Linked DNA regions of Mus musculus: regions 2 and 3 are each linked to region 1. Evidence: chromatin contacts called from public HiChIP or PLAC-seq data. All regions are on one chromosome and are shown on one strand. Each heading gives the region's core, a stretch centred on a gene start, on an enhancer-like site or on the middle of the called end of the contact. The rest is flanking DNA. Distances are from core to core; before and after follow the strand shown.

What was found. HiChIP or PLAC-seq counts read pairs in DNA pulled down with a chosen protein or histone mark.
Region 2: a contact with region 1 is called in an H3K4me3 HiChIP or PLAC-seq map of pro-B cells, with 2.9 times the contacts expected there. The contact joins the promoter of Higd2a here to the enhancer-like site in region 1. A contact is called at or near these places in 1 of 39 promoter capture datasets (liver), 8 of 115 datasets of contacts at active chromatin or transcription factors (T-cell acute lymphoblastic leukemia, bone marrow-derived macrophages, double positive thymocytes and 4 more) and 2 of 9 other capture datasets (adipose tissue and liver).
Region 3: an H3K4me3 HiChIP or PLAC-seq map of forebrain shows a contact between it and region 1, with 3 times the contacts expected there. The contact joins the promoter of Hrh2 here to the enhancer-like site in region 1. A contact is called at or near these places in 6 of 39 promoter capture datasets (the 3T3-L1 cell line, the C10 cell line, cranial neural crest and 2 more), 3 of 15 datasets of contacts at CTCF or cohesin (the NIH/3T3 cell line, large pre-B cells and pro-B cells), 5 of 115 datasets of contacts at active chromatin or transcription factors (embryonic basal ganglia, embryonic stem cells, forebrain and 1 more) and 1 of 9 other capture datasets (embryonic stem cells).

The regions. Positions count from the first base shown.
Region 1 is chr13:54,446,743-54,449,442 of GRCm38.p6, forward strand. No RefSeq gene overlaps it. Among named protein-coding and RNA genes, the nearest start is that of Thoc3, 21 kb to the right of the region's middle. Within about 2 kb of position 1,324, at least 60 of the 459 cell types and tissues checked have an H3K27ac peak or open chromatin away from gene starts, as enhancers often do. A contact at or near this core is called in forebrain and pro-B cells, where this site is marked.
Region 2 is chr13:54,588,963-54,591,686 of GRCm38.p6, forward strand. Higd2a (HIG1 domain family, member 2A) reads left to right here and starts at 1,269. Exons shown (of 2, transcript NM_025933.3): 1 at 1,269-1,457; 2 at 1,762-2,185. The coding sequence starts at 1,304. The coding sequence ends at 1,928. Nop16 (NOP16 nucleolar protein) reads right to left here and starts at 1,112. Exons shown (of 5, transcript NM_178605.4): 1 at 899-1,112; 2 at 701-809. The coding sequence starts at 1,005.
Region 3 is chr13:54,190,830-54,193,529 of GRCm38.p6, forward strand. It overlaps Hrh2 (histamine receptor H2), which reads left to right and starts at 1,300. Exons shown (of 3, transcript NM_001010973.2): 1 at 1,300-1,364.

The DNA.
Region 1 (2,700 bases), core at 74-2,573:
AGCGCTGTTTAGTGGGCCCATAGAAACGCTGCCCCCGGCCAGCCTTCAAAATGGATTAAGGATTTGAGGCTCAGTTTAATACTCTACACACAAGATCAAAGAACACAGGAAAGAGCTGGCAAGCAGGGAGGGTGCAAGATGGAGCAGACCCCAAGCAACTAGCCAAGCTGCAGGGCATGGGCCCCACGTCCTGTACAGTCTGTGTCTTTAGAAATTAAAGCACACATTTCTGCTGACCCCCAGACCCAGAGCAAGCAGGAGCACGAAGGAACCTCGAGTAATTTTTCAAAACCATCAGCATGTGTTCAGCGGAAGAAAAGAGGGGTTGTTCAAGGCAGAGACACAGTCCAGCTCAACAGGGAATTTAAGGCTGAAAGCAGACAGCCGCACTGCATCCTGGAGCGGGTTTCCAACCGCAGCCTTGCCTCTGCTTCCCTCTAGTGGCCACACAGGGAATGGTCCACGGATCTTAACAGCACCACTGAGAGAGGATCACCAAGCTTCGAACCTGTAAACCACCTCCGTTACCTTCCCTCCTACAGCCGCTAGCCTGGGTGGGTCCCTTGCCCTCTGGACTCTGCTACAGTCTCCCTAGTGGCACCAATAAGATCACAAACAGCCTCCTACTGCAGGATGCTGTTCGCAGGAACTGTGCCGAGCAGTCTCGGGTCACCCAGAGTTCTTACAACTCTCTTTGGAATCAGGTAGTATCTAGTCTACAGGAGAGGAAACTGAGGCTCATAAAAGTTTAAAAGGCCAAGGCCATACGGCTACTGGGGCGGGGGGGGGGGGGGAGGATCTGTAGTTTAATCCGTTTACAAGCCGGAGCTGTGTCCTTGTACAAAGCAGCAGTGTCTCCTTGACAGTGTTGGGCGTTAACTTGGAGGCTTGACTACTAGCTAGTGGAGAGATTAGACGGTAGTGAAATTCAAGATGTGGGGCCTAGTCGAGGAAGCAATTCACTGGGGCATCCCTTAAAGAGGGTATTTCTATCTCCTGTTTCTCCCTCTCCCTCTCCCTCTCCCTCTCCCTCTCCCTCTCCCTCTCCCTCTCCCTCTCCCTCTCCCTCTCCCTCTCCCTCTCCCTCTCTGTCCCCCCCCTCACTCTCCCTCCCTCCCTCTCTCCCTCCCTCCACTGAAATAAACATTTCCTTTGAAGTTCCGGTATTCTGTTCCAGCAATGCGCAGCCAACAGAAAAGCTAAAACTCGAGGGCCAGACCTAACAGCAGGAGTTTAAGCTGATTCTGCGGCTTTTCTGAGCAGAAGCTATGCAGCAGCCTCCAGCATTGCTCCCTTCTGATCTGCAAGGCTCCACACTGCCCCAGGTGGTCTTTCTTAAAACAGAACTTCCAACTGCTTAAAGACCGGCAAGGCACTTAAGCTGACCCCCTTAGCTCAACTGTTGGCCCCTTCACAGCCAGCCCCACCACCTCCTCCCTTTAGCGAGAAATAAGCAATAAGCGGGGCTCTCTCTCGGAAACTCTCTCTGAGCGCAAAGCCTAACTGAAGGAGTGCTTTCGGGGCTGTGAGAGAGCCCCCTTAGAGCGGAGCTCACCGGAAGACACTCCCTCCTCACCTGTGGAAAAGCCCCTGCTTGGGGAGGTGAGCACTTGGGAAAGATCTGCCTGCCTGCAGCCAAAAGCCTGAGGCCACGTGACATTGCTGTCCAAGAGCTTCCAACCCCCAAAAGAGCCAACCAAACTGATTAGAAGCGGAGTCAGGGTCACACACCTGTGGATGCTGAGATGCCAACGATTTCATCAAAGGGTCCCAATGCACAAATCTCATTCTGGTTCTCCAGATCCCACGTATCAAGACTTGAGGCTGGGAGAGGAACCGGAGATCCAGGAGCCGGATGGATGAGGCCTGGGCTCCTTATATGTTTTATGATCTCTTTTGGCCAGAAAATTCTTACAGAACCACGGGTGTGTAAGTATATAAAATAGGGATACAAATCAAACACAAATTTTGTCATTTAGGGATTTTTATTTACATTTTACTATGTAGCTCTGACTGGCTTTGAACTCACAGAGATCTGCCTGCCTCTATCTCCCAAACACTGGGGTTAAAGTTGTGGACTCATGACACCCAGCAAGGAAATTTATTTTTAAAATTTTTGGTATACATGTTACCGTTTATTAAAACTAAAGCAAATTTTCATACCATGGCATTGTGTCTGTTTTCTGTGTAAAGAATAAAATACTAACAGCATATTTGAATGTGTGGGGTATTTCCATGTCTTTCAGAGTTGATAAGTATATTTTTGATTTAAAATGGTCAATAACGAGAATGCCATTTCACATACACAGTACAAAACGACAGAAGCGTATTTAGGCTGCTCCAGAAGTTGTTGGAGACTGTTCTAATTCCAAGTCAAACTTCATTTAATGACTTATTTAAATGAAACTCAACTCAACAGCAATTTTTAAAAATCAAACACCCTAACTCGGTACAACCCAAGACCCAAAGATTGCTTTGGTACTCACCTGCTGAGCCCTGTTGAGAAACACTGAAGTCTTTGTTTTCCGTAATTAAACCATTCTGTGGAAAAGCATTAAACTTACCATGTACCATCAAAGCACTGCAATTCATAACAGGCAGAAGCCCCCGGTCTGAGCTGAGGTATTTGCGGACCATTCACTCGCACTGCGTATCATGGCGGCACCCGGCCCAAAGTGCACAGTCCTGTGTTCAGAGCTG
Region 2 (2,724 bases), core at 19-2,518, 140 kb after region 1:
CCACAGTAATATTTTTAACAAGCAATTCATCTTTCTGCCTATATCTATGCTTTCCTTACTCTGCTGTGTAGTAGCACCACAAAAACCATGTGCATGAAGAGCGCTTTATAAGTTACAGGGAGCCATGTCCGATAGCTTCTTCATGGGGAGGACTTACCTGCCAGTGCTTAGTTATAATTTTACTAAAAAAAAAAAAAAAAAAAAAAAAACTCTTGGGGTAAGCCGGGGGGTGTTGGTGCACGCCTTTAATCCCAGCACTTGGGAGGCAGAGGCAGGCAGATTTCTGAGTTCGAGGCCAGCCTGGTCTACAAAGTAAGTTCCAGCACAGCCAGGGCTATACAGAAAAACCCTGTCTCGAAAAACGAAAAAACAACAAAACAAAAAAAACCCCTCAAGCTCTGGGGGACAGAAAAAGATACATTCTAGAAAATTCCACTGACCTGAGAAGAAATGGTAAGCAGAGGAGGGGGCGTGAATAAAGGAGGTCGTTAAAGGTCTTTGACCAGAATTAGTGCAAGCAAAATGACTTTATCACAAATATGGGAAGTAAGTGTGTGTGTGTGTGTGTGAGAGAGAGAGAGAGAGAGAGAGAGAGAGAGAACAAATTCTGAAACTCTGCTCAGTGAAGGAACGTCAGGTGGGAAGGAAAATAGGAAGCGGCTAGTGTGGAGATGGGGAAAGTGCTTTGCGTTATCAGTACCTTCTTCTTACGGAGGGGAACCGCCTTGTTGGGGTCCATGGCCAACCCCATCTCCGCCAGGTTCTGCCGCACGGATTTGGTGTGGTCCCAGGCATGTCGTATGTGGGAACTAACATCAAAGAGAGAGAGAGAAATCGAGATTCTGTCACCTCACCTTAGATCCCAGCCCAGGCCCCCGCCTCCAAACTGGCCCCTCACCACTCAATCCGTGGCGCTGCCTTCCGACGAGCATTCCGGTTCAGACGCTTTCGGTTGACGTTGTAACCGAACTTCTGCCTCCGAGTCTTTCCCTTAGCCTTGGGCATCTCGCTAACTGCCCCAACAGCAGCTCAAACCCTTGAAACAGCAGCTCAAACTCAAGAACCACGCTCTCAGAGCCGCGTGTTAATAGTCTCCGTCCACCCGTGCGCGCAAGGATTCTTGGGAAATGTAGTTTTAGTAGTTAGTGCCTCCACATTCACTTACTACAACTCCCAGAAAGCAACGGGCAATGGCGCCTGCGTGCTACACTCAGCAAGCTATTTCCCCGCCCCGTAGTGACCTCATCAGAAGGCGGGGTCCGGTGTCCGGATTTGTGTCCTACCTATTTCTGTGCTGGTGGGTATGGCGGCTCCCGGTCCTGTGAGTCCAGAGGCGCCTTTTGATCCGTCCAAGCCCCCAGTTATCGAGGGCTTCAGCCCCACGGTCTACTCCAACCCAGAGGGCTTTAAGGAAAAGTTTATTCGCAAGACCCGTGAGAACCCAATGGTGCCTATAGGTAAGTGTGTGCTGTAGGAACGGAAGACCGAGAGGACAGCGGTTTCGTAGGGAAAGGAAATAGGGGTGGATCAAGTAAGCCTGGGGTTTGGGAAGGGGAGCGGACCAGAGGTGTGACGAAATGACGGTGCGGGGTGGGGGGTGACTGAAACGAATCGGAATGCATTGCGGGGCTTGGGACTAGATGAAGCAGACTGTAGAACTGCCCTCCTGTTGTGGCTCTGGGAAAGCTGGGACGGGCTACATCCTTAAGGGACCTGCAGGACCCGACCTGTTGCCTCCCGCGTGTGTTGTCCTCTCCCCAGGCTGTCTGGGGACGGCGGCTGCCCTCACCTATGGCCTTTACTGCTTCCACCGCGGCCAGAGCCACCGATCCCAACTCATGATGCGCACCCGGATCGCTGCACAGGGTTTCACGGTCGTAGCCATCTTGTTGGGGTTAGCGGCATCTGCTATGAAGTCTCAAGCCTGAGTATAGCCGGGTCTTAAAGCGCCATGGAAACCATTACAAAACCCAGGAACAACAGACATCCCTGTCAGACTTGCTCCCTCCGTTTCAGACCGGACCTTATTGTCATTTGGGTGAGGAAGTGGCCGATTTTGTAACTGATTTGCGCTTCCACCGCTGCCCCCTCCCGCTCCCAAAATCCCAGGTTCATTTCAGTTGGGTTGCATGCTTCTATTTGTGATGCGTCCCCTTAATTACTTAATAAAAGCTTATTACACTTGTATGTGATGAACTATTTCTTAATCTCATTCCTACGATCAAAACCATGATTTTTCCTTTAAATTTTTAAGAGGGAACAGGCTGTCAGTAGGACTGGCCTTTAAAAATCAGCTAGGTCTGACAGTGCATGCCTATTGCCTTAACTGTTCTGAAGGTTGAGGGAGAAGAAAGAATCTTGCCTGACTGCACATGACTTCAAGAGTTCAAGATCACCGGGCAGTGGTGGCACATGCCTTTAATCCCAGCGCTTGGGAGGCAGAGGCAGGTGGGTTTCTGAGTTTGAGGCCAGCCTAGTCTACAGAGTGAGTTCCAGGACAGCCAGGGCTATACAGAGCCTGTCTCGAAACCCTGTCTCGGAAAAAAAAAAAAATGCAAGATCACTCAGTAGAGTAACTTAGACTCTGTATCATTTAAAATGGCCTGAGGGTACAGCTCAGCAGTACAGTACATAGTGATTGTGAGGCCGGAGGTTTATTCTCCAGTTGTGAAAGAGGAACATAGAGCCTAGTGCTATCCAAACTTTCCTCGGCACTGTCAAGTT
Region 3 (2,700 bases), core at 50-2,549, 260 kb before region 1:
TGTGACTAAAGCAGAAAGTGTGGGAGGGTTGGACGCCCAGGAGCAGAGACATGTGACCAACTTGCACGTTTTAGAGATGACCTAAGATGCTTTGTGAATGGCAAGAGAAGAGCTCAAAAGTCTACCTTGGAAACAGACTGGTTTGGCACAAGGGAACATGGCGAATGCATCCCTAGTGAGCAGAGTGTGCACAAAGCTCACCCTGTATCCCTTTCACTGCCTTGGCCCAAGGCTTTATCTGTTGTTATCCAAGCCTCCGTGAGGTGAGCATGACCCTTAGGGTCACAGAGGAGGAAACTGGCTCACAAATAGAGACACTTATCTAGTGCTTGCCACAAGAACTTCAGGAGAGAAGATAGGGACAGGCAGAATGACCACAGTGCTGTGCTAGGCACTGGAGTAGCAGCCTAGCTAGGGAGGCAGGTGGCCAGATGAGCTGCCCCTGGGTACTTGAGGGGAATCTGCTACGTGGAGGGAGTTTGTCAAAGAAAAGTAAGAGGCTTGGGTCTGCACTGATTTGAGACACTACCTCCTGCCAGACACTCCGCCTCAGGTTGCACTGGCTCAGCATCTAGGAGGTGGAACAGTCTACCTGGACAGTTTTTATTTGTCCTGCTTCCAAAGCCCCAACCCCCTCCCATTTCTTTCCACCAGAACCCCTGGGCTGACTGAGATCTACCCAAATCTGGCTTTCCAGATTCCCAAGATCTTCCAGGATTTTCTCAGAAAAGCTGGTTCTTCTCTCGCAACTGGCCATTCTCGGAGTGGTCAGGTCCTGGAGGAACTCAGGTGAAGGGCTCATCAGATTTCTGGCCTAGCGTTCTCAAACCAGAGTGAGCCAAGACTGAGCATCTCCCCTCACACCATCAATGTGCACACAGGTGGGCAGAGTCTCAGGCCAGGGAGCTGCCCAGAATAAGTAGCCAGAATATGTAGGAGGGGTGGCGGGGTGGGGGTGGGGGTGGCGGGGTGGTGGTGGGGGTGGTGGCGGGAGGGGGGGGACGTGACAGATGACCATGTGAAAGGGAGGAAAGAAGAGGGAGGGGTGAAAGCGTCCAAAGAAGAAAAGGGGGGTTGGGAAGGGGGAAGAGAGGGAGGAAGAGAGAGCAAGAAAGGGGGAGACAGAAGGAAGAAGGGGAAGAGGGGGGAAAGGGAGAGGGGGGAGAAAGGAAGAGGGGAGGATGAATATGGGAGAAAACGCTGAGGAAAGGAGCGGCTTTCAGAACGAGGAGGAGCGAGTTGGGGGCGGGGACGAGGAAGTGGGTGCTAGGCGCACGCCGCCAGCTCCATCCTTGCCCCAGCCAGTGCAAGCGCGCAGTCCTAAGCGACCCGGTACAGCCGGTGGCGCACAGCAGCAGCACCAGGTAAGGTAAGGTGACCGACGCCTCCTGGCAGACGTCGCCTCGGGATGGGGACGCGGGTGGGGTTGCGCGGAGACCAGGCTGTGGCGTGGCCACTTTGGCTGCCTGCTTCAGATTCCTGCCGACCCCCGTCCCCAGATCGACCTCAGGCTGCGCTGCACACAGGAAGCACCTGACCTTGGGCTGATGCCTCTACCTAGATTTCCTCCCTGTCACCCTCAAGGGTCATACCCACCCCCAAAGGGGTGTTATGAGCTAGGCTTGCTGCCTCATCCCGCGGATGTGAGGGATGCCAGGGTAGCCTCACACCCCCGTGCCCTCTAAGGTGAATTTGAAAATCTTCTTGCGCTTAAAGGCTTGCTTTGTGCCCTCTGGGCGGTGGCGTGAGTCTCCTGATATATGTGTGGGAGCTTGGAGAGACTTTTGACTCCCCAGCACCAGTGAAGCGTCAGGGGCTGACAGGAAGGAGGCTGTCTAGTTTCTCAAGAACAGGTCGCCTTGCCTAAGTCCTCCTGGGCTGCTGCCCCATTCCTGGGCTGCTGGGAAGCGAGGAGTTCCCTGCGCTAGACTGGGAGGGACTCTGGTAGCTGTTCTGGTAGCTGTCCGAGACACCAGGGACATCTGATAGCTGTTCACTGGTAGTGGAAGTTCAGAAGTGGCCTTGACTCTGGTTTGAGAAACCCAGTGACCTTGAGCCTGAAAGCCTCAGTTTCCCCCTCTGACATTCACAGGGCAGTAAAGCACCCTTGAGCAGAGGTGTTCCCACTGGTCACTGTCATACACTAACTTTGGCGTCTACTGAGCCTTGGCACTGTTTGTCTGGAGGTCATATATGTAGCTAAGCATGAGGCATAGAACAGGGCCCAGAGAATGGAGAGGTTCAAGTCTTAGGAGCCCCACCCCTCCCCTCAGACACATGTCAAGGTGGCTTTTTTAAGAGACATCTCCCAGATAAGTCTTGGCCAAGCTTCTGCTTTCTTAATTATAAGAGAGAGTTATGAATTTCTATAAACATGTTTGCTTTCCCCAAAGGTTATCCAGGACTATGGGACTGATCTCTGAGCTGGGTTTGGGGAAAACCGGAAAGAGTAAAGATATCATTTGTGGGCAGGCCTGGCACCAGGCACATTAGGTGTATAATAATTCAGACTAAAGTTGTCATCACAGTACTTCTGGGGACCGGTATTGTTAACCCCCTATTGCAGACGGAGAAACCGAGGTTCTCCACAGTGATTTCCCGTAGTCCCTGCTGTGGAGTTTGGCCTCCCATCCTCCCAGCTGCAGGGGTGATACTGCTTTGTATCATTCTAGTCCCAGCCATTAAATAAGAGCATGAAAT